7 separate regions of the Mus musculus genome follow, and regions 1, 2, 3, 5, 6 and 7 are each linked to region 4. A link is a contact called in public promoter capture Hi-C data. All regions are on one chromosome and are shown on one strand. Each heading gives the region's core, a stretch centred on a gene start, on an enhancer-like site or on the middle of the called end of the contact. The rest is flanking DNA. Distances are from core to core; before and after follow the strand shown. Region 1 holds the start of Armc5 (armadillo repeat containing 5). Region 2 holds the start of Rusf1 (RUS family member 1). Region 3 holds the start of Kat8 (K(lysine) acetyltransferase 8). Region 4 holds the start of Eif3c (eukaryotic translation initiation factor 3, subunit C). Region 5 holds the start of Zfp646 (zinc finger protein 646). Region 6 holds the start of Tial1 (Tia1 cytotoxic granule-associated RNA binding protein-like 1). Region 7 holds the start of Setd1a (SET domain containing 1A).

Evidence for each region. Promoter capture Hi-C pulls out the DNA fragments that hold promoters and counts their contacts. Capture Hi-C pulls out chosen DNA fragments and counts their contacts.
Region 1: a promoter capture Hi-C map of liver shows a contact between it and region 4, with 3 times the contacts expected there. The contact joins the promoter of Armc5 here to the promoter of Eif3c in region 4. A contact is called at or near these places in 4 of 39 promoter capture datasets (liver, neutrophils and pre-B cells) and 1 of 9 other capture datasets (liver).
Region 2: a promoter capture Hi-C map of liver shows a contact between it and region 4, with 4 times the contacts expected there. The contact joins the promoter of Rusf1 here to the promoter of Eif3c in region 4. A contact is called at or near these places in 2 of 39 promoter capture datasets (liver and pre-B cells).
Region 3: a promoter capture Hi-C map of liver shows a contact between it and region 4, with 5 times the contacts expected there. The contact joins the promoter of Kat8 here to the promoter of Eif3c in region 4. A contact is called at or near these places in 6 of 39 promoter capture datasets (the C10 cell line, erythroid cells, fetal liver and 3 more).
Region 5: a promoter capture Hi-C map of adipose tissue shows a contact between it and region 4. The contact joins the promoter of Zfp646 here to the promoter of Eif3c in region 4. A contact is called at or near these places in 4 of 39 promoter capture datasets (the C10 cell line, hippocampal neurons, liver and 1 more), 1 of 115 datasets of contacts at active chromatin or transcription factors (double positive thymocytes) and 2 of 9 other capture datasets (adipose tissue and liver).
Region 6: a promoter capture Hi-C map of adipose tissue shows a contact between it and region 4, with 4 times the contacts expected there. The contact joins the promoter of Tial1 here to the promoter of Eif3c in region 4. A contact is called at or near these places in 2 of 39 promoter capture datasets (liver and pre-B cells) and 1 of 9 other capture datasets (adipose tissue).
Region 7: a contact with region 4 is called in a promoter capture Hi-C map of liver, with 4 times the contacts expected there. The contact joins the promoter of Setd1a here to the promoter of Eif3c in region 4. A contact is called at or near these places in 2 of 39 promoter capture datasets (erythroid cells and liver), 1 of 484 Hi-C or Micro-C datasets (pre-B cells), 3 of 115 datasets of contacts at active chromatin or transcription factors (double positive thymocytes, embryonic stem cells and large pre-B cells) and 3 of 9 other capture datasets (adipose tissue, liver and macrophages).

What each region holds. Positions count from the first base shown.
Region 1 is chr7:128,234,934-128,239,002 of GRCm38.p6, forward strand. Armc5 (armadillo repeat containing 5) reads left to right here and starts at 2,424. Exons shown (of 6, transcript NM_146205.2): 1 at 2,424-3,656. The coding sequence starts at 3,194. 9130023H24Rik (RIKEN cDNA 9130023H24 gene) reads right to left here and starts at 3,098. Exons shown (of 1, transcript NM_177001.3): 1 at 1-3,098. The coding sequence starts at 2,486. The coding sequence ends at 1,473.
Region 2 is chr7:128,296,688-128,300,400 of GRCm38.p6, forward strand. It overlaps Rusf1 (RUS family member 1), which reads right to left and starts at 1,444. Exons shown (of 13, transcript NM_145590.2): 1 at 1,103-1,444; 2 at 775-889. The coding sequence starts at 1,396.
Region 3 is chr7:127,910,476-127,914,177 of GRCm38.p6, forward strand. It overlaps Kat8 (K(lysine) acetyltransferase 8), which reads left to right and starts at 2,042. Exons shown (of 11, transcript NM_026370.2): 1 at 2,042-2,267. The coding sequence starts at 2,057.
Region 4 is chr7:126,565,093-126,568,950 of GRCm38.p6, forward strand. It overlaps Eif3c (eukaryotic translation initiation factor 3, subunit C), which reads right to left and starts at 1,274. Exons shown (of 21, transcript NM_146200.1): 1 at 1,256-1,274; 2 at 987-1,127. The coding sequence starts at 1,087. Gm25579 (a small nuclear RNA gene) reads right to left here and starts at 2,057; the gene lies at 1,952-2,057.
Region 5 is chr7:127,875,572-127,879,492 of GRCm38.p6, forward strand. Zfp646 (zinc finger protein 646) reads left to right here and starts at 2,130. Exons shown (of 3, transcript NM_172749.4): 1 at 2,130-2,536; 2 at 2,999-3,921. The coding sequence starts at 3,082. It overlaps Zfp668 (zinc finger protein 668), which reads right to left and starts at 1,265. Exons shown (of 3, transcript NM_146259.4): 1 at 476-1,265.
Region 6 is chr7:128,459,302-128,463,373 of GRCm38.p6, forward strand. It overlaps Tial1 (Tia1 cytotoxic granule-associated RNA binding protein-like 1), which reads right to left and starts at 2,372. Exons shown (of 12, transcript NM_001347640.1): 1 at 1,824-2,372. The coding sequence starts at 1,855. It overlaps Gm32816 (a long non-coding RNA gene), which reads left to right and starts at 2,419. Exons shown (of 4, transcript XR_378509.4): 1 at 2,419-2,951.
Region 7 is chr7:127,775,107-127,779,015 of GRCm38.p6, forward strand. It overlaps Setd1a (SET domain containing 1A), which reads left to right and starts at 2,283. Exons shown (of 19, transcript NM_178029.3): 1 at 2,283-2,407; 2 at 3,007-3,171; 3 at 3,400-3,495. The coding sequence starts at 3,022. Orai3 (ORAI calcium release-activated calcium modulator 3) reads left to right here. Exons shown (of 2, transcript NM_198424.3): 2 at 1-44.

The DNA.
Region 1 (4,069 bases), core at 1,174-3,673, 1.7 Mb after region 4:
AGATGAAGAAACTGAGAGCCAGAAAAAGAAATGAGTCACACAACTAGAGACAAACCCAGTCACTTAGAAACTGAGGCTGGGTAACCTGATTCTCTTCCTCTTTTAGCCTCTTATTCTATACAGACACAGCAAGCTTGATAAACGGCAGCAAAACTGGAGGGCAGGGGATCCAGATTCTGCAGTTAAGGATGGATGGACTGTCACAAAAGATTGAGGAGACACTTGTATGCATGTGGTGCAGACAAGGGCACCTCTCGGGAAAACAAGCAGTCTCTTATTGCTTGGACTCTGCTCAAAGACTATGTGGTGCTCTGGGAAACCCTGTGCTCCCATATAGGATAATGTTAGCAGTAGAAATACATTTGTGTGGGCAACCTCCTCTATATCAGACAGAAAGGCCACACTGAATCTCCAAAGTCCAGAAGTTTTCACTATTCTTCCACTGATGGAGGAAGGAAAGGGCGTGAGGGGGGCAGGGGGATTTTCAAGGGAAGGGACTGAAGACTAGAAAAGAACGAGATGACAAATCTTGGGCCTTTGCCCCTGCCTAGAAATACCATAAAGTATCCTGAACTCAACATCTATTTCTTTGTTTCTACCTCAACCTCTAGCACCCTAGTGTAAGCAGTAGAGAGAGTTAATGAGTGGTGAAGAGTTCCTCAAATGGTTTCTTACACCCAGAGTTTATGTAACAATCCCAAGGTCAAATTCTCCGGTCCTTTTGCCAAGACATAGCCTTTGATCATCCCCTTTGGTCCTCCTCCAACCTCTGGCTACTGTAGTCCTCACATGGACTTTGCCTGGTTTGTAATCCTCTTCCTCCAGAGAAAAAGGAGTTGTTGCTTTTGTCATGGTTAGCCTATCTGCAGCTGGGGCAGGAGCTATGTGGTTTTGGGCATCTAAAAACTTTTGTCTAGCTAATGGAGATTCTGAATGAAATCTCAGAAAACAGGACTTTTGTGTGTGCATGTGTGTGTGTTTAAATCTTGTTTCTCTGAAGGCAGACACAGCTCTAGTGCTGTTCGTCTAGCCTGTGGCTCAACCCAGATGCCATTTGTGAACCCCATTAGTGGCCCTTAGTTAAGTCACCTTCGGGACGTAGAAAAAAAGAAAAAAAAAAAAAAAAAAACTAACAACACTCTGGTCCCTTCATTGAAGCCAGGGATAACTGCAGAAACTCTCATCTTGGAACACCCATTGATGTTAGACAAGGCTAAGCGTTATGGGCAAAGGCTTGCCTTATTAAGGGGCAGATGGAGGTCTTCTTGCTCATGTGGGTCACCTGGTAGAAGAGCAAGTGGGAAATCTGACTGCAGCTCTTGACAAACCTGCAAATGAAAGGCCTTTGCTTGTGTGCATAGGCTGGTGTCCACAAAAATACTAGCTGCAATCAGGAAACTTCTAGGGTTTCTTGCCCATGTGTGAACATTGATGGAACTGTGGTGTGAGATTTTTGCCACATTCTGGAAAGGTCATTTGCTCAAGTGGATGCGCTGGTGTTCAGTGAACATGGTGATCTCACTAAAGCCACGACCACATTCAAGACACCTGAAGGGCGGTTCTCCATTGTGAGTGCGCTGGTGCCGTAGGCAGTTTGAGCTGTTGGTGAAGTTCTTGCCACACTCACAGCAATTGTAGGGCTTCTCACCCGTGTGTGAACGCTGGTGTTCTAGCAGATAGGAACTTCGCCCAAAGCTGTCTCCGCACCAGGCACAGAAGTAGGGTTTCTCGCCTGTGTGACAGCGCTGGTGCTGTAAAAGGTTAGAGCTCAGGCTGAAACTCTTGCCACAGAGGCCACAGCGGTAGGGTTTCTCACCAGTGTGAGTTCGCTGGTGCTGGATCAGGTTGGAGCTAACCCTGAAAGTCTTTCCACACTCAGCACACGCATAGGGCTTTTCCCCAGTGTGCACCCGCTGGTGTTTTGCTAGGTCTGCACTGCGACCAAAGGCCTCTCCGCACTCCATGCACTTGTGCGGCCGGAGACCTGAGTGAGAACGACGGTGTTTAGTGAGATTAGAGCTGAGGCTGAAGCAACGGCCACATTCTGGGCAGGGGTATGGTTTTTCACCACTGTGAACTCGGTAATGCTTAACCAGATCTGAGCCACGCCGGAAGCTTTTGTCACACTCTGGACAGCTGTAAGGGCGGTCACACCCATGGCTGCTTTGATGGTGAATGAGATCAGAGAGACTGGGTACAGCCAACCCACAATCCCTACACTTGAAAGCTTTGGGGACTGCAGGATCACTGGTCTTGACAAAGGTTTCTTCCTTGGGGCCAGAGCCTGACCTACATAAGTACTGCTGGTCCAGCATTTTTTCCACGGGGGCTGGTTGTTCCGGCCGCGCCAGGAGGGGGCGCTCATGTAGCGCGGTCTCGCGATCCAGGGGCGACCTGGGGGCTCCCGGGAATTTTGACGTCCGGTTCTCCAGCAGCTTAGCCCCATCTAGATTCTCCCTGGTCACTTCTGGAGCCGCAAGTTCCATTGCGGCCGAAAAGCGCTCGGTTTCCTAAATGCCACCCGTTTAACTCATCAGCACAGTTGGAGAACGGGGCACTGGAGGCTTGGAGGCCGGTACCGGAAACGGAAAGGTCCCCAAGCCCGAGAGACTCTAGGAAGTGGCAGCGAACTTTCCCGGTAGGTTTAACTCTTTCATTCGCTTGGCGAGACCTTTCTGTCGGGAACTTAGCACTTTTGAAACGGCTTGGGGTTCTGCGAGTCTGTCAGTCCGGCTTTCGGAGCCATTGATCACCGCGCTTTGAGGGTTGCCAATCAAGTCTGAACGTCGCCGACAAGGACGTACCGGGAGCGAAGTGGCTAAGTCACGTTGGGGAGCACAGGACAGCACTAAGACTCCACCGCGGGGCGTCTGATCCTAGGAGCAACAGTTCACTCTTCGGCCCCGGGAGGAGTTTCTCACCCACTTAAACTGCACTAAGCTTGGCGCCGACTACATATCCCAGCATGCACCGCACGCGCCTCTTACTTTCCCACAGATAAATACCATTCTCGCCATGTCTTCTGCGACTGTGCAAGTACCGGAGTTCCAGAATCTAGAACTTGAACTTCCGACTCGCAAGATAACTGCGGCGGCGCTATTCCGAGGAGCAGCCTGGCCACGCCCCCCTCTTCCAGTTCCGCTCTCTCAGAGTACCGGCGAGACGCGGGGCGGAGCCTGAGGCCCGGGCCAAGATGGCGGCTGCGAGACCGGCCCTTACGGACTCGCTCTCGTTTTGCCTCGCGCAGCTCACGGCGGCGGCCGGGGAGGGGCCAGGTGGGGGAAAGGACCCAGCTACCAACGAGACACCCCTGGGCCGCGCGCTCTTAGCTCTTCGCACGCGCCACATCAAGGCGGCAGAGGGGATTGAGCGCTTCCGGGCACGCGGCGGGCTCCGCCCCCTTCTCGCCCTGCTCCGCCGAACGGCTGCTGCGGGCCCCGCCCCGTCCCAAGCAGCCTCTGGCTCCGCCCCTTCGTCGGTTGCGTCAGCTGGTTCTACCCCTGGCCACGCCCCCGCTGCCGAGTCGCTCTTGACGCCTTCGTTGCCAATGCGCCTGCGCAAGACGCTGGATTTGGCGCTCAGCATTCTAGCCAACTGCTGTACAGAAGGGGCGTGCCGGGCCGAAGTGCGGAGACTTGGAGGCATTCTCCCTTTGGGTAAGTGCTCCGCCCCCATTTCTTAGAAAGGTTCCAACCCACAGTATCTGCGCTGCCCTTCCATTATGCCAGGCCTCTGAGTACATGCTTTGTGATGGTGCAGCGCCACTCATCTCCTCAGGTGTGATGCTATGTGACGTCACTGCTCTCTCCATAAATTAGACCTGGACCTGCCCAGACCAGAAGTAGATACTGACTCCTGCCTCACTTTTGAGCAAGTGGCTTATACTTTGTTTTTGGTGCTTCTCGGGGACAGTACCCGTCCCTGTGCAAGGCTTCACATGGAAGAGCAGGAGGCCAGAAAGTGTAGTTTTAAAAGTTAGAAAGTGAGTTTAAAAGTCAGACATACCAAGCAAATCACCCAACCCCTCCAAAGCAAGAATTCTTTGTGTAATAACAATAGCTACCCGACA
Region 2 (3,713 bases), core at 194-2,693, 1.7 Mb after region 4:
TTACCCAAGATGTGGTGAGGTCTAGGATAGAACAGGATGTCCTTGCCCCGCCCCTAAGGTTCATTTAAATACCACTGGGGATAACAGGGAAAGACAGAGGCCAGAAGACTGAGCCAAGGACCCTCCTAAACGTGAAACAAGTGTTGAGTTCCCTTTGGTCTGCTTCCCTCACCAGGTGGCAGGCATAATACTAGATTATCTTTGATTTTCTTAGTGACTTTTTTCAGAAGGCTGTATACTCTCAGCACACGGTTACTATAATCTTACTGCAGCACAGTCAGGTACCCCAGAGGGGTCAGAGTGCATTTTAGCATTTCCTTAACTACCAATTTAGGACCAGCCACATGCCCCTTTGCCCACTGGAAGTACCCAACTTTCACCATCCCGGGAAGCTGGCGGGTTTTTTTTACGTAATAAACTGCATGTCTATGCAATCCTGCATAAAGTAAGATTAAAGGTAATTTAAGGAGGATCCCGGATGATTTCGGGATTCTGAAGTTTGCATGGGTAACAAGGTGAGCCACTTAGGCTGATTCACTGATGAGGGCATTCCAGCTGTGGGCAAAGATTCACAGCTTCTGTGTACTAATCAGGCTGCAGACCATAAATGTGTATATGCGCACGCGCACAAACACACACACGCACACGAGAACCACTGTTAGAGGTCAGAACAGTTCAAAACAGCAAGGCTAGGGTTTGCAGTAAAGGAAAAAGAGGCCAGAGACAGGAAGCAGGGATGAGATCAACAGGTAAGGCTCCCAGGTTCCAGCTCACCTTTCACGAGCCAGGTGGACGTGGCAGCTGAAACGGAGGCTTTTGCGTTGCCTACCCCTAAGCCCTGCAATACTGCTTGGGTGGCTAGAGAGCCGGAGAGGCTGGAAGCAAAGGCCTGGAGAGAAAAGAAGTGGAATGAGGAGAGGTGGCAGGAGCACGGAGCCTACTGTGCTATACCAGCTCTCACTGGTTCTGTGGGACCTGGAAAACTGTCAGGACTATGCAATGCACCCTAGCCTTCCAATGTGCACATGCAGATTGCAGGGGCCTATTCCCCGGGTCCCCAGCTATAAACCGCCCCCCCCCCACGGCAATCGGCCAGCCGGACCTGCACGGAATCCCACAGCTGGTATGGCAGGTAATCCGGGCTGACGCTATCTGGGAAGCCCTGAGGCAGCAGCACGGATCTGAGGCCCGAAAGAGCGGTCAGTGCTGCCCAGGGTCCCCCGCCTCCACCCGCGTGCTGCCCAGGTTTCGCTATCGGGGCCCGGGAGAGCCAGCCCCAGCGCCGAGCCCCGTCCCACTGCAGGCTCCCATCGGCGGCAGCGCTGCAGCCGCGCGGGGCTCCGGAGCCGAACTGCTCCGTGCACAGCGGCGCCCGTAGGCTCGCAGCGTCAGCCATCCTCAAGTTCAGCGAGTCGGTCCAACGCGGCAAAAAGCTAGGCGAACTACATTTCCTGTTTGGCTACGGTGGCCACAGAAGGACACTAATCTTTTATTCTCTTGGAACTCCGATTATTGTGTGTCCTGCCTTCCTGGGGCACACCCCAGGACTGCACCTGACCTACCTATCGTTCTTTGGACCCTAGGAGCAATATAGGGGCCGTTGACTCTGAACTCCAATCGGAAGAGGGAGAGATGGCTTCCTGGGGAAATAGTTGTGGTGGAGACTCCACTCAGATCTCAAACTTTTAGCTGTGTAACTGGAGTATCCCTCTCCGTCGCAGTGCTTTTTTTTGTTTGTGAGGCCAAGGACAATAGAGTTTTTGAAATTTTTTAAGTTAGCTTGTGACTTAATGAGCTTCATTATGGCATTTTGATTCATATTTTGCTCCCTTTGTTCCTATTTACCACCCGCCTCCCCCTGTTCTCTTGCCTGACTCCTACTATGTAGACATCCACTTACCCACTCCACCCAGCCCTCCTCACCCCAATGCTGCTTTTATGTCACATGATCTCTATCTTCCTATTTCTTTAAGATCCCTTCTTCCCTCCTCAGGGTCCCATTTCTAATTTCATGACTTATACCCCAGCCCCTCCTCCCACACACACACATACACACATAAAATTCCAAATCTAGGACTTGCATATGAGAGAAAACACGGGGCATCTGTGTTTCTGCAACAGTCTTTAAACTCATTTTCCTGCAAATGTTATTATTTCACTTTTCTTTATGGTTGAATAAAATCTCACTGTAACTCCACATTTTGTGACTCATGTGTCTCCTGAGAGATCCGGACTGACTCCATTTCTTAGCTGTTCCGAATTCTGCAGCAGTAAACACACATGTACAGGTATTTCCGTGGTAGGACATGGCGTCCTTTGGTGTATAGCTATAGGTAGTAGAGCTGTAAGCCTAAGGCAGGTCTGTTCTTTTTTCCTTTTGATTTTCAGAGCAGCTGGAGCAGTTTACATTCTGTAAGGGGCTCTTTGCCAACATTTGTTGTTACTTTGTTACTGGGGAAACCGAGGTTCCCATGGGAACTTAGGCTCCTTAATAAGGGGATTTGGAGGCTTACTAGCTAAATGCTCCCAGTTCTTCCAAGACATCAGCAGTGGGTTCCCAGCATTCATGTTAGGTAGTTCAAACCACACGTAACTCCAACTTGAAGAGGGAGCAGACACCATCATGGATGTGCACCTACACACACACACACACACACACACACACACACAAAGAGAGAGAGTTTGGTTTTTTTTTTAATAAAATAGTTTAGAAAAGGAGTACACAGGAATCTTTTTTTTTTTTAGATTTATTTATTATTATATGTAAGTATACTGTAGCTGTCTTCAGACACACCAGAAGAGGGAGTCAGATCTCGTTAGGGATGGTTGTGAGCCACCATGTGGTTGCTGGGATTTGAACTCAGGACCTTCGGAAGAGCAGTCGGGTGCTCTTACCCACTGAGCCATCTCACCAGCCCAACACAGGAATCTTGAGGACAGTTTATTAGTTTAACAGTACAGGTTAGGTGGAAATCCTGGCAGTTACCAGGAGGAAAGAGGAAGGAAAATCATGCCTTTTAAATTAGGCACTGGGGGCGGGGGAGGGCGGGGGGGCGGGGGGGGAGCTGGAAAGATGGCTCAGTGGTTAAGAGCACCAACTGCTCTTCCAGAGGTCCTGAGTTCAATTCCCAGCAACCACATGGTGGCTCACAACCATCTGTAATGGGATCCCATGCCCTCTTCTGGTGTGTCTGCAGGCAGTGACAGTGCACTTACATAAAACAAATAAGTAAATCTTCAGGAAAAATTTCTATAAATAAATAAATAAATAAATAAGGCACGGGATAGTAGACAGCCGGTTAAGGAAGGGTTACCAAGAGTGGAAGTGGGCTAGAACTGAGGAAGGAACCTAAACAAATCCAGCCAAGCGCCATGTAATGACCTCTACAAACACATAACAGAAATGGTGCCCCTGACGTTGCCCATTCCCACCCCTTGAGAACATGCTCCCCACAGTGGTCTCTCTGGCCACTGTCACCCTCATCCCTTGTTATTATGTGCTAATCTCTATTTTCTACACTACACTCTGTGTGTCTCACCTGAATTCATTTACTAGAGAACACAAGGGCTGGAGCACTGAAGGGAAGCCAGAGCAAGATGCAGTAACAGCATTGTCTTTGCCTTCACTGCGTCTCTGTGTCCTTTGCTGCCTCAATCTTTGCTTCAGACCATTTCAGCCCAACTCTGCATGCAGATATATTAATCACTAAAAA
Region 3 (3,702 bases), core at 792-3,291, 1.3 Mb after region 4:
TAGATACACAACGGTCAGATATTTCTTGGACCATAGTGTCTGAGTTCTGACCTCAAGCTGCCCCTCTCAAGAACTGTTACGAAAGCCGGGCATGGTGGCACACACCTTTAATCCCAGCACTCGGAAGGCAGAGGCAGGCAGATTTCTGAGTTCGAGGCCAGCCTGGTCTACAGAGTGAGTTCCAGGACAGCCAGGGTTATACAGAGGAGCCCTGTCTCGAAAAACCAAAAAAAAAAAAAAAAAAAAAAAAGAAACCTTATGAAAACTGATCACCAAATTATGAATCAAAGAACTTTCAGAGAATGTCTAAATGAGATGTTTATCCAGCCCTACTCTGACTCAACACACTGTTGTGTGCTACTGTAAAAGTTACCAGTGCATGCTGGGTACGTAAAACCATGTGGCAGGAGCCAGTCAGTCTCAACAATAGAGCGTGAGAAAAGGAGCTTTATTCCAGTAAGCCAGCTAAGGAGGAACTGGCTGGCATTATCATCCCTAAAAAACAAAGGTCTTACAGTGCTGCTTCTTTTCATCGACTAGTTCGCCCACAACGCAGTTCCTAAAGTAGTATGCACTGGGCAAGCTATTAAAGGTGTCCGGTGCCCCAATACAGTAATTAAGGAAAACACGTGTGTGTGTGTGTGTGTGTGTGTGTGTGTGTGTGTAGAAAGGTGAAGTTAAACAGCAAATTAGACATGTGTTACTCCAATTCATCTACCAATAAGTTTACCTTGAATGCTGCTATATAGCTTATATAAAGCTATGACTTAACCATATGTATATATGGTTTAACCTTTACTGAGTCTCAGAGAATTGGTATTCTGTACTTGGAGGAGTGTCACTACAGATTCTCCAGGCACTGTCTCCCTGCTCAAACCCTTCTTGGCTGGAGATGTTCAGTGGTAGTGTTTGCCTAACATTAATGAAGCTTCGGGTACAATCTCTAGCAGTGCATGAACCTGGTGTGGTGCCATCCTAACCTCAACATTTGAAAGGTGGAGGTTAGACAACCACTCAAGGTTCTCCCTGGCCACGCTCGAGGTTTTTTGTTTTTGTTTTTCAAAGATTTATTTATTTATTATATGTAAATACATGTACACTGTAGCTGTTTTTAGACACTCCAGAAGAGGGTGTCACATCTTGTTATGGATGGTTGTGAGCCACCATGGGGTCTTAACTCGGGACCTTCATAAGAGCAGTCAGTGCTCTTAACTGCTGAGCCATCTCTCCAGCCCCGCTACATGAAATTCTTAAGAGAAAAGAAGTTGCCGGGCAGTGGTGGTGCAGGCCTTTAATTCCAGCACATGGGAGGCAGGGGCAGGCAGATTTCTGGTCTACAGAGTGAGTTCCAGGACAACCAAGGCTACACAGCGAAACCCGGTCTTGAAAAAAAAAGAGAGAGAAAGAGTGAGTAAGTTTATTTTGAAGGTAGTTTATTTGGCACACCTGTTCTTTTCCTGTCTCAACTGGTTTTTGCTCCCACCCTGAGCGAGAGACGCAAATATAGAGTGGGTAGCATATAAAAAGCCCTGGGTTTTGGCCCCAAGCATCCCATAAAACTTAATTCAGTGATAGAGTACAACTGTAATCCCCAGGATACTGCTGCACGTTCAATGAATTTCAGGCTAGCCTCTGAGAACCTTTCTCAAGAAATAGGAATGCTCGCCTTTAATCCCAGCATTCGGGAACCCAAGGCAGGAGGAGCTAGGTCAGCAAGTGTGTAGGCAGCCCGGGCTATGTCACAACAAACAACTCCACAAAAATAGCTAAGTCCGGGTGTGGCGGTGCACGTCTTTAAATACCAGGACTCAAAAGGCAGAAGCAGGTGGATCTCGAGGCCAGTATGGTCTACATAGCGAGTTCCAGGTCAGTTAGGACTGTAATTAGACCCTGTCTCAAGTTGGGCCAATTTTTAGCAACAACAGCCACACGCAGTACGCACAAAACAAAACCTTGCCACGTCACAACCTCCCCACCTCCAACACGCAAGACTATGCCCGCCCCCACTGATCCGGAAATAAAAGCGGCTCTCTGGCCGGTCACTTCCGGCACAGCAATGGCGGCACAGGGAGCTACAGCTGCAGTTGCTGCAACAACTTCAGGAACTGTAGGGGAGGGAGAGCCCGGCCCGGGGGAAAATGCAGCAGTCGAGGGGCCTGCCCGGTCCCCGGGCCGGGTCTCTCCGCCGACTCCGGCGCGTGGCGAACCAGAAGTCACCGTGGAGATCGGAGAAACGTACCTGTGCCGGCGGCCGGATAGCACCTGGCGTGAGGGCGGGGCCCAGGGCCTAGGGGCGGGATTTAGGGAATGGGCATGGCCTAGGAATGGGCGCTCTGTGGGGCTGGGAGTCTTGGGGCCAGGGTGGTGACTCAGGTAAGAAGGCGGGATTTCGGGAGCTGAGAAGCCCACTTTGTAATTGGAGGTTGGAGTCAGGCCATGCTTGTTTTCACCTGTAAAGCCACCAGTCAGCTGAATACAGAGTTGGCCTGTGAACATTCACTCTGGTTCGATTTCAGGCTTCATTTTTTTTTTTTTTTGCTATATCTGTTCCTTCATTGGTGTTTTGTTGTCTGTCTTTACATTTCTCTTGCCCCCTCATCGCCAGCAAAGAGGACAGCCCAGTTCCTAAAAACACGTTTCCTTATCTTCCTTATCTTTTCTTCCTTTTCTTTCCCTCTTCAAAATAAACCTCAAGCTGCTGGCTTCAAAATAAACTCCGAGCTGAGATGGCTCAGGACATAAAGGTATTTGTCACCAAGTCTGGTGATTTGAGTTCTGTCCCCAGGACCCACATGGTAGAAGGAGACAATGATTCTTACTGTTTGCCCTCAGAATCCATATAAGAGTATCCCCCACCCCCTAATACGATAAATACATCTAATTTAAACGAATAAATGTCGGTCATGGTGGCATACACCTTTAATCCCAGCCCTGGGAAGGCTGTGAGTTTGAGGCCAGCCTGGTCTGCATAGCAAGTTCCAGAAGAGCCAGGACTACATAGAGAGACCTTGTCTCAAAACATAATTAAACTCCTTAGACTGGGTTTGTTTGTTTTTTGTTTTGTTTTTTGTTTTTTCGAGACAGGGTTTCTCTGTGTAGCCCTGGCTGTCCTGGAACTCACTCTGTAGACCAGGCTGGCCTCGAACTCAGAAGAAATCCGCCTGCCTCTGCCTCCCAAGTGCTGGGATTAAAGGTGTCTGAGACCTTTCCAGTTTCTAGGCACTTCTAGTAAGGGCTATTGCCAGACCAATCTTGCTCTGCCCGCCAAAACTATGTGTTTATGTGCCTTTTATCACCTGCTCTTGCTATAAGTAATCTCATGTCTTCCTGGCTAGCTCTTACTCATCTCTTAATTTTTGTTTTTTAAAAAGTTATTTATTTATTTTTTATTATTATTTTTAAAATTTATTTATTTATTACATGTAAGTACACTGTAGCTGTCCTCAGACTCTCCAGAAGAGGGAGTCAGATCTCATTCTGGGTGGTTGTGAGCCACCATGTGGTTGCTGGGATTTGAACTTCAGACCTTCGGAAAAGCAGTCGGGTGTCTTACCCACTGAGCCATCTCACCAGCCCCTATTTATTTATTATATGTAAGTACACTGTAGCTGTCTTCAGACACCCCAGAAGAGGGTCTCAGATCTCATTACAGATGGTTATGAGCCACCATGTGGTTGCTGGGATTTGAACTCGGGACCTGCG
Region 4 (3,858 bases), core at 24-2,523:
AGCCAGATTCTAAAAAGAAACATTTCCCAAAATAGGAGAGGCCACTAGTTTTGGTGAATTCTAACACTCTCTTTGATTGTATTTTTTTCAATAATGGGTGAAAGCATTCAGTTAGCAACAGTGTCTCTATTATTTTCTTTCCATGGTATTAACTTTTCCTGACAATTTTTTTTTAATATGGGACAAGTGATAGTTTTTCCACTTTGGACAGTGTTATGCTATCGCAGTCACATGGATATGTCTGGATATTCATCTACAATTCTCTACAAGTCTCTGTGGAGCGCCGGGCGTGGTGGCGCACGCCTTTAATCCCAGCACTCGGGAGGCAGAGGCAGGCGGATTTCTGAGTTCGAGGCCAGCCTGGTCTACAAAGTGAGTGCCAGGACAGCCAGGGCTACACAGAGAAACCCTGTCTTGAAAAACCAAAAAAAAAAAAAAAAAAAAAAAGTCTCTGTGGAGGTAAGTATGTCTTAAAACCCTTCAGGTACACAGCAAAAACAATGTTGTTTTGAGAACTGTTTCAAAGTTCAAAAAGTTTTAATTTACAGAGATCGAGAAAAAGACAGTAAATAAAGATGAACACAGCAGTGTTTAGCATTTGGCACGCAGAGCCAAACGACCGGATTTCAGGGCCAAACTAACCAAGCACTGAGGGTTTCCCTCCATGAGTACAAATCATAACGACTAAGCTTAGTGGGAAGATTTACGATACGGGGAGTTTCCGAAAGCCACAGTCAAGGGGCGGGAAGGGATGCGAGAGATGGAATGTGGGCAGGAGTTACGAGGCTGCAGACTTGGAGGCCTTAAGAGCTGATGCAATACTAAGCAACGGAAAACCTCTCCTCCTCCTCGGTACCGAGGACGCCGAGGGCTCCCCCAGCTCGCTGCGAGAGCTCCTTTCTCAGACGCGCCCAGCCCATGGCTCCGCTCGCCCACCCGAGCCCCCGCAGCCCGCCAAACCCGTCCCCTCCGCGCCCCCAGCTCACTGTTTGCCGTAGTTCCCGGAGACCGGTTTGGTGACGAGCTCCTCCCCGGACAGGGACGACTCCGACTCACTGTCCGAGCCGGTGGTGAAGAATCGCGACATGGCGACGGCGCTGAAGGGCTGAGGCGCTCGCGGCCGGAACCTGAGGAAACCCGCGGCGTCAGGGTTTGGGGGCAACCGCGGCTACCATCTCCCGACCCGGACCCCCGTTCCCGCCTGCACGGCCTCCCCCTTGCCCTCCACGGAGCACGAGGCCCAAGAGACACGAACCAGCTAAGCTGCCGAGTCCCTCTGAGCAGGTGAGACAGGCACGACGCCGGAAGAGGAAAAGGTTGGGGGGGCGTCACTTCCCGGAAGCACCAAAGAATGCGCTAAATAACTACAATTCCCAGTGGCCTTTGCGCTATACACGGCCTGGGACGAATTAGTAGCCGAGGTTCTAAATCTTATCTAAACTAAGACTGACTGGCTGCTCACTAGGACCGCCCGGACTAGGCTGCAAGACTGACAATATAGAATTTAGTAACCGCCCCATGGTGCACGTCTGTAATTCCCTACACTAGAAAGGGTGAAGCAGGAGGATCATGGGTTCAAGGCCAGACTGGGCCAAAAAAAAAGAAAAAAAAAAAAAAAAAAAAAAAAAGCTAAGCTCTGAAGCCTGCGGAGGTGGCTCAACACCTTTAATCCCAGCGCTCAGGAGGCAGAAACAAGTGGATCTCTGAGTTCGAGGCCAGCCTGGTCTCCAGAGCGAGTTCCAGGACAGCCAAGAGAAACTATGTCTCGAAAAAAAAAACAAAAAACAAAAAAAAAAAACAAAAAAACAAAAAGTATTCTGGCCGCCCATCTTAACTTCAGAGTAAGAATCTAAGGGCTGGTGTCAGCTTGATGCCGATGTCCTGCGAGGTTTTGGAGGAGTGTCGTTGTTGTCATTTTGTTTTGTTTTGTTTTGTTTTAGAAAAGGATTTTAAAAATACGGAACGCTTTACAAATTTGTGTGACATCTTTGTGCAGGGGCCATACTAATCTTACCTTATCTTTCCAATTTTAATATATATGCTTCAGAAGAGAGCATGGTTTCTCAGGTTTAAGCAAACTTCATAGATCTTGAGTGTTGGAATCCTGTCTTTACCGTTTTCTTAGGCAAACTTTCTAACTTCTAATCTCTCTCTGCTCTTCTCCCTGTGCTACAAACAAAGGGGAATAATAGCACTTGTTCATTTGATATTAGGAAAATAAAATGAGAACATATGATGTGTGTGGGACAGTACCTTGTGCAGAATGAGCATATACTAGCTAGCCACTGGACCCACGAGGTGTTTCAGATGAAAAAGCACTTGTCACCAAGCGTAAGAACTTGAGTTAGTTCCCTATGGCCACAGAATAGAAAAAACAACTCCTGATAGTTGTCTTCTGACCACCTCCCCTGACTACCACCCTACCACCTCCCACCTCCCCCAATTCCTAGTGGCCTTTGCAACATACAAGGCCTAGATTTTTGTAGTACTGGGTATGGAACCCAGGGTCTAGATCCATACTAGGCAAGCATTTCACCAACTGATGTCTGGGGTGCCCAAAAATAAACAGTGAAGTATAATTCTAGCAAAATGGCACTGTTGGGTGGGTTTTATATAAAGACGGCCTTGAGGTCAGAGGCCTGAGGCTTCACCTTAGCCTGCTAGCCTGCTGGCAGTGTATGCATGTCTGTGTGCCTACCTCAGCGTGGCCCCAGTGCCAGTCTCTTGTGTATGCATGTTGCCTGCCAGAGTTCAGCTTCCAGGATTAGGTCCGTTTTTGTTGCTATGAAGAAACCATGCAAAAGCAAAGCAACGTATAGAAGAAAGACCTCACTGGGGATTACAGTTTCAGAGGATGAGTCCATGATCAACCGGGCAGGGACATGACAGCAGCCATGGCGCCAGAGCAGAAGCTGAGAGATGACACAGAAAGAGGCAGAGGGGGAGAGACACACAGAGAGAACTGGGAAGAGTGTGGGATCCAGACATACACCTCCTCCAAGGCCACACCTATTTTTTTCTGTTTTCTTTTTTTCCAAGACAGGGTTTCTCTTTATAACCTCAGCTGTCCTAGTGGAATTTGCCTCATAACCAGGTTAGCTTTGAGCTCTGAAAACCTCCAACTTCTCCCTCTGGAGTGCTGGGGTTAAAGGCATGCACCATCAAGCCTGGCAAGGTCACACCTCTAAATCCTTCACACATGTGATTATGTTGTGAACTCTACACACAACAACAGTTTTAAATGTCCGATATCTTTACTAATAGAGGAAATGCAAATCAAAACCAGAAGGAGATGCCACACTCACTATGGCTATACCAAGACAAAACCAAACCAACCCCCCCTACACACACACATACACACACACACACACACACACACACACACACACACACACACACACATGGAGAATAGCCAGTACTGTGAACCCCTATGAGCCCTGCTTAGTTGATTCCGTGGGCTGTTTTCTTGTGGTACCCTTGATCCTTTGGCTCCTACAATCCTTCCACCCTTTCTTTTGTTGGATTCCTTGAGCATCTCCTAATGTTTGGCCGTAGATCTCTGCATCTGCTCCTATCAGTTGCTGGATGAAGCCTCTCAGATGACGATTATGCTAAGCTCCTGTCTACAAGTGTAGCAGAATATCATTAGGAATCATTTCATTGACATTTTATTTTTCTTCCAATTATGTTTGGTTCTATCATAGGTCTCTGGCTTTCCAGTGTCTGGTTCCAAGCCTTTGGGCTTCCTCTCATGGCATGGGTCTCAAGTTGGACCAGGAATTGGTTGGTCACTTCCATGAGTTCTGTGCCACCTTTGCCCCAGCACATATTGCTGGCTAGACTGGTGGGGGTTGGTCT
Region 5 (3,921 bases), core at 880-3,379, 1.3 Mb after region 4:
GCGGAACAGGGCAGAATGAATGAAGAAGGAAGGCATGAAGAAATGAATGGACGGAGGATTCAGAGCAGGACAAAGACCTGCAAAATGGCGTTCTTTAGGACCGCGGGAGGGGCGGGCAGAACCTCGGACTGGGAGGGGGGGCGCAGCCGCCAAGGACTCGGCGACGAGGCCCTCGCCACTCAGACAAAAGCCCGGAACATGGCGGACTCTAGGACCCCCGGGTCCGCGCCGAGCAGGGCCGGCAGTCGCGTCCGCTGAGCCTGGGCATCCAAAGCACTGACCGGCGGGCACCGGGCGGGTTCTAGGACCTGCTGGGCCCGCAGCCCGCCCGAGGCCGCTCACGGCTCGCCCCGCCCGGGATGCTCGCGCCTGGTCAACTCCGTCCGCTCGGCAGCACACGTGAAGCCGGGAGCACCCCAAACCGCGTCGGGGGCCGCTGCCCGAGCCCCCGCGACTTCCCGCCGGCGTGTCCTACCTGGATCGGTTTTCGCAGGCTCCGCAGCTTTGGCGGCGGTGCCTGGCGCCGACGGAGCTCGGGACAGTCGGAGAGGGGCAGGCGCTAGGACCCGGAGGGAGGGCGGGGAGGGGCCGCCGGGCAGACGGCGGAAGTGGAAGGCCGCCTTCCTTGCTCGGGAGGAAGGAAAAACTTAGGGAAGCAGCCCCGAGCCTGCGGAAGCAGAGAAGTATCTTGCGAAGGGTTTCTGGGTGCTGAGGGGCTGGCACGCCGGGCTGATTGACGGCGGACACCCGCCAAGTCGCCGGAAGCGTCTGCAGGAGCTAGGAGGTGGGACGATGCGGAGAGGGCGCTCGGGCTTTGTGGTGCCCGCGTCCACGTCGAGTCCACATTTCCTCTAACAGCGAGGAAAGGACTCAGCGAGGATCCCTCCACGCCAGCCCTGGGAAGAAGCTTTTATGGAACCTCGTGAAAAGTGTCACCAAAGCGCCGTAGCCGGGGCTGCAGGGTCTTTCCTGTGACCGTACTGCCCGAATAAGCACGCGAAGGGTTTCAGCAGCTCTGGACGGAAGTGTGGCTTAAATCCATCCGAACGCCGCGCCGACCTGCGTGGGCGGAGCCAGAGCTGCGCCCGCAGCGGAGCGTGGGGGCTCACGCTGCCTGGGAGCTCCAGCATTCTGGAAATTGAGGCAGGAGGATTGCTCCGAGCTCGAGGCCGGCCCGGGCTGCAGAGTTAGACCCAGTCTCAAAACAACAAAAAGAAAACAAACAGTCGGGCCCACCCGGAACCTAGCGCCGGAAGCGTGTCCGTGCGGAAACACTGCCCGCGGGAGGGACAGGAAGTGTTCCCAGGCGGAAGTTTCGCGGGGAAGCATTAGCATCTAGGACACTTCCTGGTTCCTGGTAACAATAGGAAGTGTCCGCGGAACTGGGCTAGACTCTGGGTTCATACCAGCTGTCCCTGCTCCCTCTACCTCCTCCTCTCTCCCGCACCTTTCCCTCAGCTACCACTCCCGGGTACCCTGGCTGAGTGTGCGTGTGTATGGGCTCGAGAACTCTCGCACCAGCCACCACTTATGGCTCGCGGCTGCAGTTAGGGTAAGGGTCCCAGTGCGCAGGCGCGCTCCCGTTCACGACCTCCAACGGACGCGCCGGCGGCGGGAACCAGAAGGCACTCCTGGTGCGAGGTAGGGATCTAGAGAAGAAATTGGCAGAAAAGACGAGTGACTCTACAGGAATGTGATGGTGGTTGGTTAGGAAAAGGGGACTCGAGTGAAGGAGTTTTGAGAAGTGAGAATTCTGGGACCAGGCTCAGCTGGTGAGATTAGAAATAGTTGTGCTAGGGTCCCAGGAGACTAGTCAGCCCCGGAGAAAGGCCAGATGATGTGGCAGAAATGAATAGCTGCTGCTGGTTTTGGAATGAAGGTTGCCTCTTGAAGTGAGTTTATGTAAAAAAACGAGGTAACACGGCTTTGGATTTAGTGGTGTAAATGTACTTACAAGCTTATCATAGTGTCGCATGATTCTAGTCCCAGTTTGGGAAGCGAGGGCTACATAGTAAGACCCTGTCTGAAATGCCACCCACCCACCCCAAATACACTTGTGTAACAGCAGTGCTTGGCCCATGGTACTGTCCAGCCTGAGTTGCTATCATAATTTAGAGAAAAAGTAGAAGAGGGAATGAAAAGTGTTGGAGACAGCAAGGTAAGGTAGGTAGGGGATAGAAAAGGCAGAGAATAAAATGAACTTTCAACCTGAAATGGAATGGGATTAAATGTACTTAAAGGAAGTAAAACTAACGCCTAACAGGGAAACAGTGTGATGCTGAAAAGGCCAGGTTCATCCCTAAGAGGGCCTCTACCTTCTACAACACATAGGTGACCACTGAAGCCAGGTTCGTCCCTAAGAGGGCCTCTACCTTCTACAACACATAGGTGACCACTGAAGAAAGCAGCTGCTCTGCCATTCTTTTCAGACCACTCGGTTTAGCTGAAGAGTGAAGAAAGAAAGGTTGCACGTCTGTGTAAGGCCTGCCCAACAGTCGTGGCTGTCTCCTTCAATCTCAACTCTCAGGAGTCTGAGGTAGGAAAATTCATAAGTGTGAAACTAGTTTGGGCGACTGAGGGAATCCCAGAGCAGCTTGAACTTTACAGTGAGCTGAGACCATATCTCAAAAGCAAATAGTTCTGGTTCGTTGTTACAAAAACAAACACACACCTCATAGATTTTTGTTAGGTTGTCAGAATGATAGAGTGCACAGTCTGAAGATCAATAAGATCCATTATATATAACCTAAAAAACAAAATCAGTCTGTCTAGGCTCCAGATTTTATTTTCCTTATTTCTCTCAGGCTCTAGAGATGACTTAAACCTGGGGGAACATTTCTAGGAGTTTGTGCATAGCGAGGCTTTCTGAACCTCCAGACCTAAGAGAGAGCGGGTCCCTTGGCATGGATGTTTGGGGAACCTCTTTGCGACTTGCTTTAGTAACCAAGAAACAAAACTGACTCGATCCTTCCTTCTGACTACTGTCCCCCCTTTCTAGGCCTCAGCCCTTCTGCAGAGAGAATGCTGCTGCCACCTGTCTGTCCCTCCTGAGCCTCCAGGGGTTTTCTACCGCTTTGCCTCATGGAGGACATGCCCCTCTCATTCAGTTGCTCTGACTGTCAGCGCCACTTTCCTAACCTCCCAGAACTGGCACGGCATCGAGAACTGCGCCATTCATCTGCTAAGCAGGACGGGGAGGAAGCCGATGGCATCCCTCACCCCTATGGCAGTCACCCGGAGAACTTGGCCAACCATCAGAGGAACCATGAGACTCTTTTTTTCCCCTGTACCACCTGTGGCAAGGATTTTTCTAATCGCTTGGCCCTCCAGAGCCATATGAGGACTCATGCTCCTGAGAGCCACCGAAGGCACGGGCCTCCACATGCCATGGAAACCGCTCCACACCTTGGGAGTGAGACCATGGCTACTGACTCCTGGGGTCAGAGGCTTGGATCTGGGGAAGGCTGGGAAAATCAGACGAAGTTGGTACGAGAGACACATGACTGGGAATCTGGAGCTGACCCCAGGGCAGCGTCAGGGACGTGGGAAGATCCACCTACCAAACAAAGACAAGGCTTAGAAATGCAGCCAGATTCTAAAGGAGGTACGGCGGACTGGGTGCCCGCCGTCAGTTCCGAAGGAGCATCACCACTCCCCACTCCAGCGAGCAACCTTCTTAGCAATTTGGAACAGTATTTGGCTGAATCAGTAGTGAACTTCACAGAGGCCCAGGAGCCCACTGAGCCTCTTCCTACTGAGGGGGAGCGAAAGTACAGGTGCAGTGAGTGCGGGAAGACCTATAAGCATGCCGGGAGCCTCACCAACCACCGCCAGAGTCACACTCTGGGCATCTACCCTTGTTCCATCTGTTTCAAGGAGTTCTCTAACCTCATGGCCCTGAAGAACCACTCGAGACTCCAT
Region 6 (4,072 bases), core at 1,122-3,621, 1.9 Mb after region 4:
CATAGACACCTGAAATGTCTTTCAGAAAAAAAGACAAGAGATCTGAGATGATAAATGTATGAAATATTAAAATTTAGCTCTGGTCTAAAGAAGATGATAGAGTGGATGCAAAGAAATTACAGGAATTAAAAAAAAAAAAAAACAGAAAAGGAATACTATGTAACAGACAAAAACAAGAAACCTCTTCTAAGGAACAAATAGATGCAGTTAATGAGACCTGAGAATTTACCAATTACCCAGTAGCTATTATGATGCAATGATGACATTTCAGGTATTTTAGATACAATGTAACTGTCATCTTCCTTGAATATATACTTGCTAGGCCTTCCCAGATACTTGCTAGCTTTCCCAGATGCTGGAAGATCTCACACACAGAAAGATTTTCATTCAGGGGGTATAATATGTTTAGGATGTTTTCAAGTTTAAAAAAAAAAAAAAAAAAAAAAAAAGATGTTTTCAAGTTTCCCAAGCCAGATGTTAAGCGAAATAAAAATGTAAAGTATAAACAATGCTCAAAAAATATCTGTTATCAACACTGAATATACATATGGACCTTCTTTACTGAACATATTTTCTGTGCTACGCATGAAGCTCTGAGAAGCTAGCTAGTCAGAGGTCCTGAATGTCTATCCACCGTCGTCGATTCCCTAAAAAGTACTTTCCCCATCAGCTAACCCAGCCAAGTGGACTCTGACCATCATACCAATCAATACTAGGCAGTGGGAGGCAAGAGAGACAAAGCAGTAGGCTGACTCTATGTATTTACTCCAGGCAGGAGTAGTAGGCCTGGAGAGGCTGGGAAAACCCAAGGTGCTCACTTTAAACAATGAATTGGAAATTACTCAGACTAAGGAAAAAAAAAAAAGAGTGCCACACTATTTGGAAAGGAATACAGACGCTGAGTCATCACTCTGCATGGGAGGGGGGGCCGGCGGAGGGGGGTAGGAAACGCCAATTAAGCGGTTGGAAGATGCGATTCATTCATTAGATTGGGCTTCAGGTGAAACCCGACAGCTATACCGCGAAAAATAGCACTCAAAAGACAGGTAACAAATAGCGGGAGCAGTCATCCTTTTATCCAACTCCGATGGTCCGGACGCACAAACGGATTAGGAAGCGGCATCACTAACTGAGCGAAAGGAGTTTAACTGGTTGTCAGGTTGGCGCAGTAAGCGCTCAAAGTAAACTTCGTTATCCAAGGGACAGAGGTGGTGCACGGTGGCGAAAAGCAATCACTTTGGCACTTCAAAAGCAGCAGGCGCTAGGCGGGTGTTTCTGACAGCGTGGGGCACGTGGGGCAGAAAGAGACAAGGGGCTCCTCTGGTTAAAGAGTGGTAGACTGGGGAGAAGGACTCGGAGCGACTGAGGCTGAGGACGTGGACTGCTGAGGACGTGGACTGAGGCTAAACGTTCAAGCCAAAGGATGCAGTAGTGGTCCCACCCCCGCCAAGCCCTGCCCCCGTAGGGACCCACAGCTCCTGGCTCAGCCCGGAGCCCCCAAAGCACAGGGGGAACAGTAGCTCTCCCGCGCCTGACAGCCTCAGCCGTGCACAAGCCCAGCCAAGCAAGAGTGTGCAAAAGAAGGGGTCGGGAGGAAAAAGTCGAGACAAGCCCTAGACCCTAGGAAGTGACTGTGTTTGGGGGGGAAGGGAGGGCTTCCTTCTCTGGGAAGGGGGACAGATGAGGAATGCACTTCACAGCCGCGCCACCGCGACGCCCGGCTCTCCGCTTCTAGTCCCGGGCTCCTGCTCTCCCTTCCTCCCTCCGCTTCCCGCAGTGCCCGGGCCACTCGGTGCCTGGCACCCCGGGTCTCGGGTACTCACAGAGTCCGGGGCTGTCCGTCGTCTTCCATCATGGTGGGTGCGACGGAGTGATCCCGGGACAAGGGGGAGGGCAGGGCTGGGGAGGGGAGGGGGCGGGAAGGAAGGGGAGGGGGGCTCCGGGCGCCGGCTGGGGACAGAGGAAAAGGTACTGAACCCCGCTCTCGGGTCCGCTCCCCCCAGCCCGCTCCGGACACTGCGCTCCAACCAGGAGGAGCAGGAGGAGGAGGAGGATGAACAAAATGGCCGCCACCACCAGCCAGGCAGGAAACGCGGCAGGGCGCAGGCGCGGCCCGCCAGGTCACTGCTCAGGCCAGCTGCGACGGCCTGTCCGGCAAAAGTAGCTAAAGAGACAGAAAGCCCGGCCAAAGAGTACACCCTGCGACTGGACACGACGGAGCACGTTGTCGCTGTGGGCCTGCTGGCCAGTCAAGACCTATCCGGGTCCAAGAGAGACCCAACACAGAGAGAAAAGCCGCGAAACCAAGTCTCCGGGAATTGCGGTCCCGGGAAAGTGGGGGAAGCCCTTCTCCAGTGGCCTTCTGGGAACTGTAGTTCAAGGCAGACCCTGCGCCTGCCGGAGCGCGAAGGAGAGATTTCTGGGTAGTGTAGTCGTACGTGAGGACGTGCCGCGACTAAGTAGTCGGCGTGCCGGGATAGAGCGAGGAATAAAAGGCGGGCGGCCGAAATAGAGAGGAGCTGTCCGGGAAGTAAACTACAAATCCCAGAGTGCCTCGCGCCGGGGCCCGCCCCAGGATCGCTCTTAGCATCTTAAGGCTCTTCTGTTGGTCCAGTGTGAGCTTCTGCTCCGCCTCCGTCCAGCCCCAGAGCGGTTTCTTCAACTGCAGATCAGGCGGTGTGCTGGCTCCGCGTGGTTCTCCCGTCAGCCGGCCTTGCCCGCCTCTACTCTCAGAACTGCTGGTCCGTGTTCAACAACCGACGCCTCACGCGACGGGCAAAAGAGTGGCAACTCTGAACCCGGAGAGATGTAGCGGACATCGGGCAACACCAGATCCAGCCTTGTCTTTGAGCACGTGTTCTAACCAGATAGGCCTTTCTAGACTATACCGCTTGTAACTTGCTTTACAAGTTCCACAAGGATCGCTACCCATTATCTCATCGGATTAGTGGGTAAGGCTGCAAAAGAGCAGCCCCTCATTCAAATGGCTTGTACCGCTCTTTCAAATCCCTACTTAAAACTTAAATATTCGCGTGGTGGCGCACAGTGCTACTGAACAGGAGGATAATGGATTTAAGGCCAGCCTAGAAATAGATACCAAGACCTTATCAAAAACTAATAATCAGTGAAAACAGCAAAGAGGCTCAACGACCAGGTCTCATGCCAAAACAGTCTGGAGTTCGGTATTGGAGGACACGGGCTGCTAGTATTGAGATGCTAAAGCAAGAGAGGAGATAGAATCATGACAATCTACTGGATGTACACCACATTTGTGGCTGAGGCCCCTAGGGGTCAGACGAAGGGATGGCATTCCCTGCCTGAGACTGGAGTTAACAGTGGTTGTGAGCTGCATATGAGTGCTGAGAACCAAACTGGAAGCCACTGTAAGTGTGCTCTTAACCAGCTCTCCCGTGCCCCCAGCTGCACACTGTCTCATTGAAGGAGAGAAAAGGTCTGGTGGCCAACAGAGAGCTTTGGGGTAGCTTATAGATCTGCTTAGCTGCATACTGAAACCCTACCTGAATTTACAGGTACAGTGGGAGATTGGAGGCTGCTTCTCCATGAGCCTAGGAAGGAGAGAGTAAGTCTGAACGAGAAACGGATTATATCCCAAAGTGAAAAAGGAAAGAGCAACTGGGCGTGGTGGCGCACGCCTTTGATCCCAGCACTTGGGAGGCAGAGGCAGGCGAATTTCTGAGTTCGAGGCCAGCGTGGTCTACAGAATGAGTTCCAGGACAGCCAAGGCTATACACAGCAAATCCTATCTCGAAAAAGCCAAAAAAAAAAAAAATTAATTTTTTTTTTAAAAAAGGAAAGGAAAGAACTTCAGAGAGCTTCAGAAATCTACACAAGTGAAACAAAGGGGTCAGAAAAAAAAATAGGGAAGGGAAGAGGTGGGGAAGGCACCAAGCTCAGCCTCAGCCATACAGTTCCCATCCACTTCCAAAAGGTAAGCCAAATGAAACGCAGGCAGTCCTATACCCAGAACAAGCCCACAACCCTTGTAAGCCTTAAATCCAGGTTTGACGCAGCAGTAATTGCCCCAGCAGAAAAATTCAACAGCAGAGAGAAT
Region 7 (3,909 bases), core at 1,033-3,532, 1.2 Mb after region 4:
GTCCATCAGGTGCTGACAAGATCTGATAAACTTCTGAATGTGGTAAACAGTTATTCCCAGACTAAGGCCTCTGAACTCTTGTTCCTAAACTTGGGATTTGTGTAAGCTTCTTTCTTGAATGATCCCTTCATCTTATGGGACGATTCCTAAGTTCTCTCAGTTACTCATCACAGACATTTCAATAAACAAGTTTTATATTTCCCATTTTTAAGAGGCAGCTGAGGCCAAGAGGCTAATCTGGCCCTAAGCCACAGAGTTAGTCCATGACCTCAATTACCTTTACTATGGTCAAGGGATTTCTGGGAGAGAGAGGAAGGAAATTGGTACCCTTCGATTGGGATAAATCAAAGGGACCTCAGCTCCTGTACCTTCATGTGCATCTTTTCCTCAGCCTCAGAACTTGAGAGTATAAATCCTACCGTCTAGTCGTGATAGACCTTGTACAGACTCATTTTCTTTTATTACTTGAAATGGTCAGTTAAAATGTGTAAAACCAGGCTCCAATTTTTCCTACCACTGTTATGATGGTTACAGTCAGTCTTTTGTGACAGATAGCCATCCATTCTGGAGGTATAACCTGAAACTAAGGAAAGTCAAAGGCTTGCCCAGCAGCCTATAATGAGAGGCTCTTGTAGAGGGCCACTTAAGGCATCTTCAGCTCAGAAGCCTTGGCAAGAGTGCAGTTCTTCCAGAGACCAGAGAGCCTGTATTCATTCGCTGGATGAAAAGGGTGTTGAACCTTGGGACGATCTCAGTTTTGGGTTCCCAAGTGAAGCTTGAACGAGGTCTGTCCTTAAGTTTCGCAGCGGGATCCTATGAGCATAGGTAGCCCTTGCCTAAAAACTGCTCAAGAATAACCGGGTTACATCAGACCTTTACTTTTTATAGGATCTACTTAAGGGTCTTTATGTTTCTTTTAAGCTCAACAGAACCCTGATTTTAACCACTGAACATTTTTTTTTTTTTTTTTTTTTTTTTTTTTTTTGAGACAGGGTTTCTCTGTGTAGCTCTGGCTGTCCTGGAACTCACTCTGTAGACCAGGCTGGCCTCCAACTCAGAAATCCACCTGCCTCAGCCTCCCAGGTCCTGGGATTAAAGACGTGTACCACCACTGCTCGGCTCAGAAGGAACATTTTAAAACTAGCCCAAGGGAGGTGTAACTAGGGTACTGGCCTAACACGCAGAAAGCCCTGAGTTAGATCTCCCAGCATGCTATAAACCGGTTATGGTGTGCACACCTGTAATTCCGGTACTCAGGAAATAGAGGCAAAAGGATCTGGAGTTCGAGGCCATCCTCCGTTATATAGCAAGTTCGATGTCATGCTGTCTGAAAAACAACAGGAGCCCGAATATAAAAGCGGGAAGGAACCGATCATTTCACTCTGTGCGTCGGTAGGCAAAGCGCCTGAGTCACCCCTCCTGGTTGTATTTTTCCACCTCCCACCCCTCCCAGGTTTTGGTGGATTCTAAGGGAAGCAGCCCGTTACGCCGGGCTCCGCACGCCTGGCCACGCCTCTCTCGTTAGCCCCGCCCACAACCGGATCGGCAGATTCGCTACCCGACTCCTTAGGATTATTTGGGCAGCTTTTCTTGTCTGAAAATTTTCAGGAAACGCCGAGAAGACTTCTTCCTTGTAACCATTTCGCACTAAGTAGGAAGTGTGCTGTTCCTTGAGTCGTTCTACTGAAAAAAAAAAAAATCCAGGACTAGAGGTCGACTCTGCCAACAGGGCTTGGCGAGCCAGGCGTCATTTTCTTGACTCTACAGCAGGTGAGAAGAGGTGACGGCCAAAGCCCAGGACGGTGGCGAATCTGCACTGCAGCCTCATAGGCATTCGGGCTGCGCAAGGAAGGGGCAGGGAAGAGGAGCCGAGGAGCGCGCATCCTGTCCACTCATTCGCCCCGCCCGCCTCGCGAATCTGCGTCGTTGGACGCGCCACTCAAATCTCCCGAGCTCTGGCTGGCGTCCTCCCCCTCGCTCCGCCCCCTTCCCTCAGGGGCTCGTCGCAGCTTTCGTCGCCGCCGATTCGCCAGGAACCCCAAGGCCGGAGCAGCTGGATCAGGGTGGTGCGGTCCACTCTCCGGGGAATGCGGCCCATCTTCAGGCTCCCTGGGCTACAACTCCCGAGCCTCGCAGGGCGCCGGCCGAGGCAAGGCCGCTACCCTCGGCCCCGTGGATCGCTCCGCAGTCCTTGTAGCGAAAGTGCGGATGCAGACGCTGTGCCCGCTGGGCCTCGCGCAGGTGGCGGTGGTGTTTGGTGCGCGCGCCGGGGAGGTGGTGGTGGGGGGGCGCCGCCGCCGCCACCGCTGCGGGGCCGGGTCTCGCGCTGCCGCCGCCGCCGCCGCCGCCTCACGCCGCTGAGGTGCTGCGCGCGGTGGGGGGAGGGTGAGCCGCTCGCCACGAGCGGGTGAGTAGGGCCCCGGCGCGCGTGCGCGCCGACGGGGTGGGGGGGGTGGACGACACCGAACGCGCCCGGGCGGGAGGAGAGGGCAGCGGCGCGCGTTACCTCCCCCCACCCCCCCGCCTGGATTCAGGGACCGAAGCTGGGTCTCAGATTCGGTCTCGCGGTGTTTCCAACGCCCCGAAGAGGTGCCACCTCTGGTTCGGAGGATCGGGGCGCGGGGACGCGAGCGGCTGTGTGGGAGCGGGAGCGGGGCTCGGCCCGGGCCGCTTGGCCGGTGAGGAGGCGGGAGGGGGCGGGGCCTGCGAGGGGACGGGGGAGGGGTCTTGCGTGGAGGCCAAGTGGGGCGCGCTGGGGAGAGCGGGAAGGTAAGGGGGCGCGAGATGGGCCTGGGCCCTGAGGGTAGAATTGGGGATGGAGAGGAATGGAGTGCCATAGTGAGCCCAGCTCCTCAGGGCAAGATCTGAGGGAGCCACGGGTCATGCTGAGGTGTCGGGGACTGGACTGATGTGAGACCCTGGAATCGGGGCTAGACATTGAGGGGACAGCAAGGGAGTCAGGCCTAAGTCGTGGACTCCCATTCCGTATCCCTCTTTTCCTGACAGTGTAAATGAGCAAAGATGGACCAGGAAGGTGGGGGAGACGGGCAGAAAGCCCCGAGCTTCCAGTGGCGGAACTACAAGCTCATAGTGGATCCTGCTTTGGACCCTGCTTTGCGCAGGCCTTCCCAGAAGGTGTACCGCTATGACGGAGTCCACTTCAGTGTCAGTGTGAGTGCCCTCGAGCCTTTCTTGACTTATTTGGACCTCCAATCTCCCCTCCCCGCTTCCCCCTGTTCAGTATTCAACACCCAGACTTCCTATACCTGTAGTTTGGTTTTTTGAGAATGAGCAAGCTCTCCCAGCTCTTCTGTATGTTGGCTTCTACATGGGCTTTATAGAGTCAGTAGGCTGGTGAATTTTCAGCCTGGTTTCATCTCTTCCTGCTTTCTTTGTTAGGACTCAAAGTATACCCCCGTGGAAGACCTCCAGGACCCCCGCTGTCATGTCAGGTCCAAAGCCAGAGACTTTTCCCTCCCGGTTCCTAAGTTTAAGGTGAGTGCCTGCTGGTCTCCCTGCATGTTGGTCCTTGGAGAGTGTCAAGGACCCTGGGCTTCACACAGTCTACCAAAGTGTTTATTCCGAAGGAACTATGACAGCCAGATCTCATTGCTTTTTGTGTCTGTGAGACTGAGATGTTTTGGACAGAAGGTATACATGTATAGCTGAGGTGACTCTAGTATATATCTGGTGACAAGGGTATTGATGTCTGGAAGGATGAGGTATGGGTGGGTATTCTGAAGCCTTGTGACAGTGGGATAGCCAAGTTATTCAGCAATTAAGGATGCTGCTAAGACCACTGTGCACTTGGAGTTGTGTGTTCTTGCTGTCATTGTGTGTGCTCCTCTGTCCTGTCTGTACGAGCAGCTTGCTTCCCTACTGTAATAAGATATTCTTCAAACTTCGGAC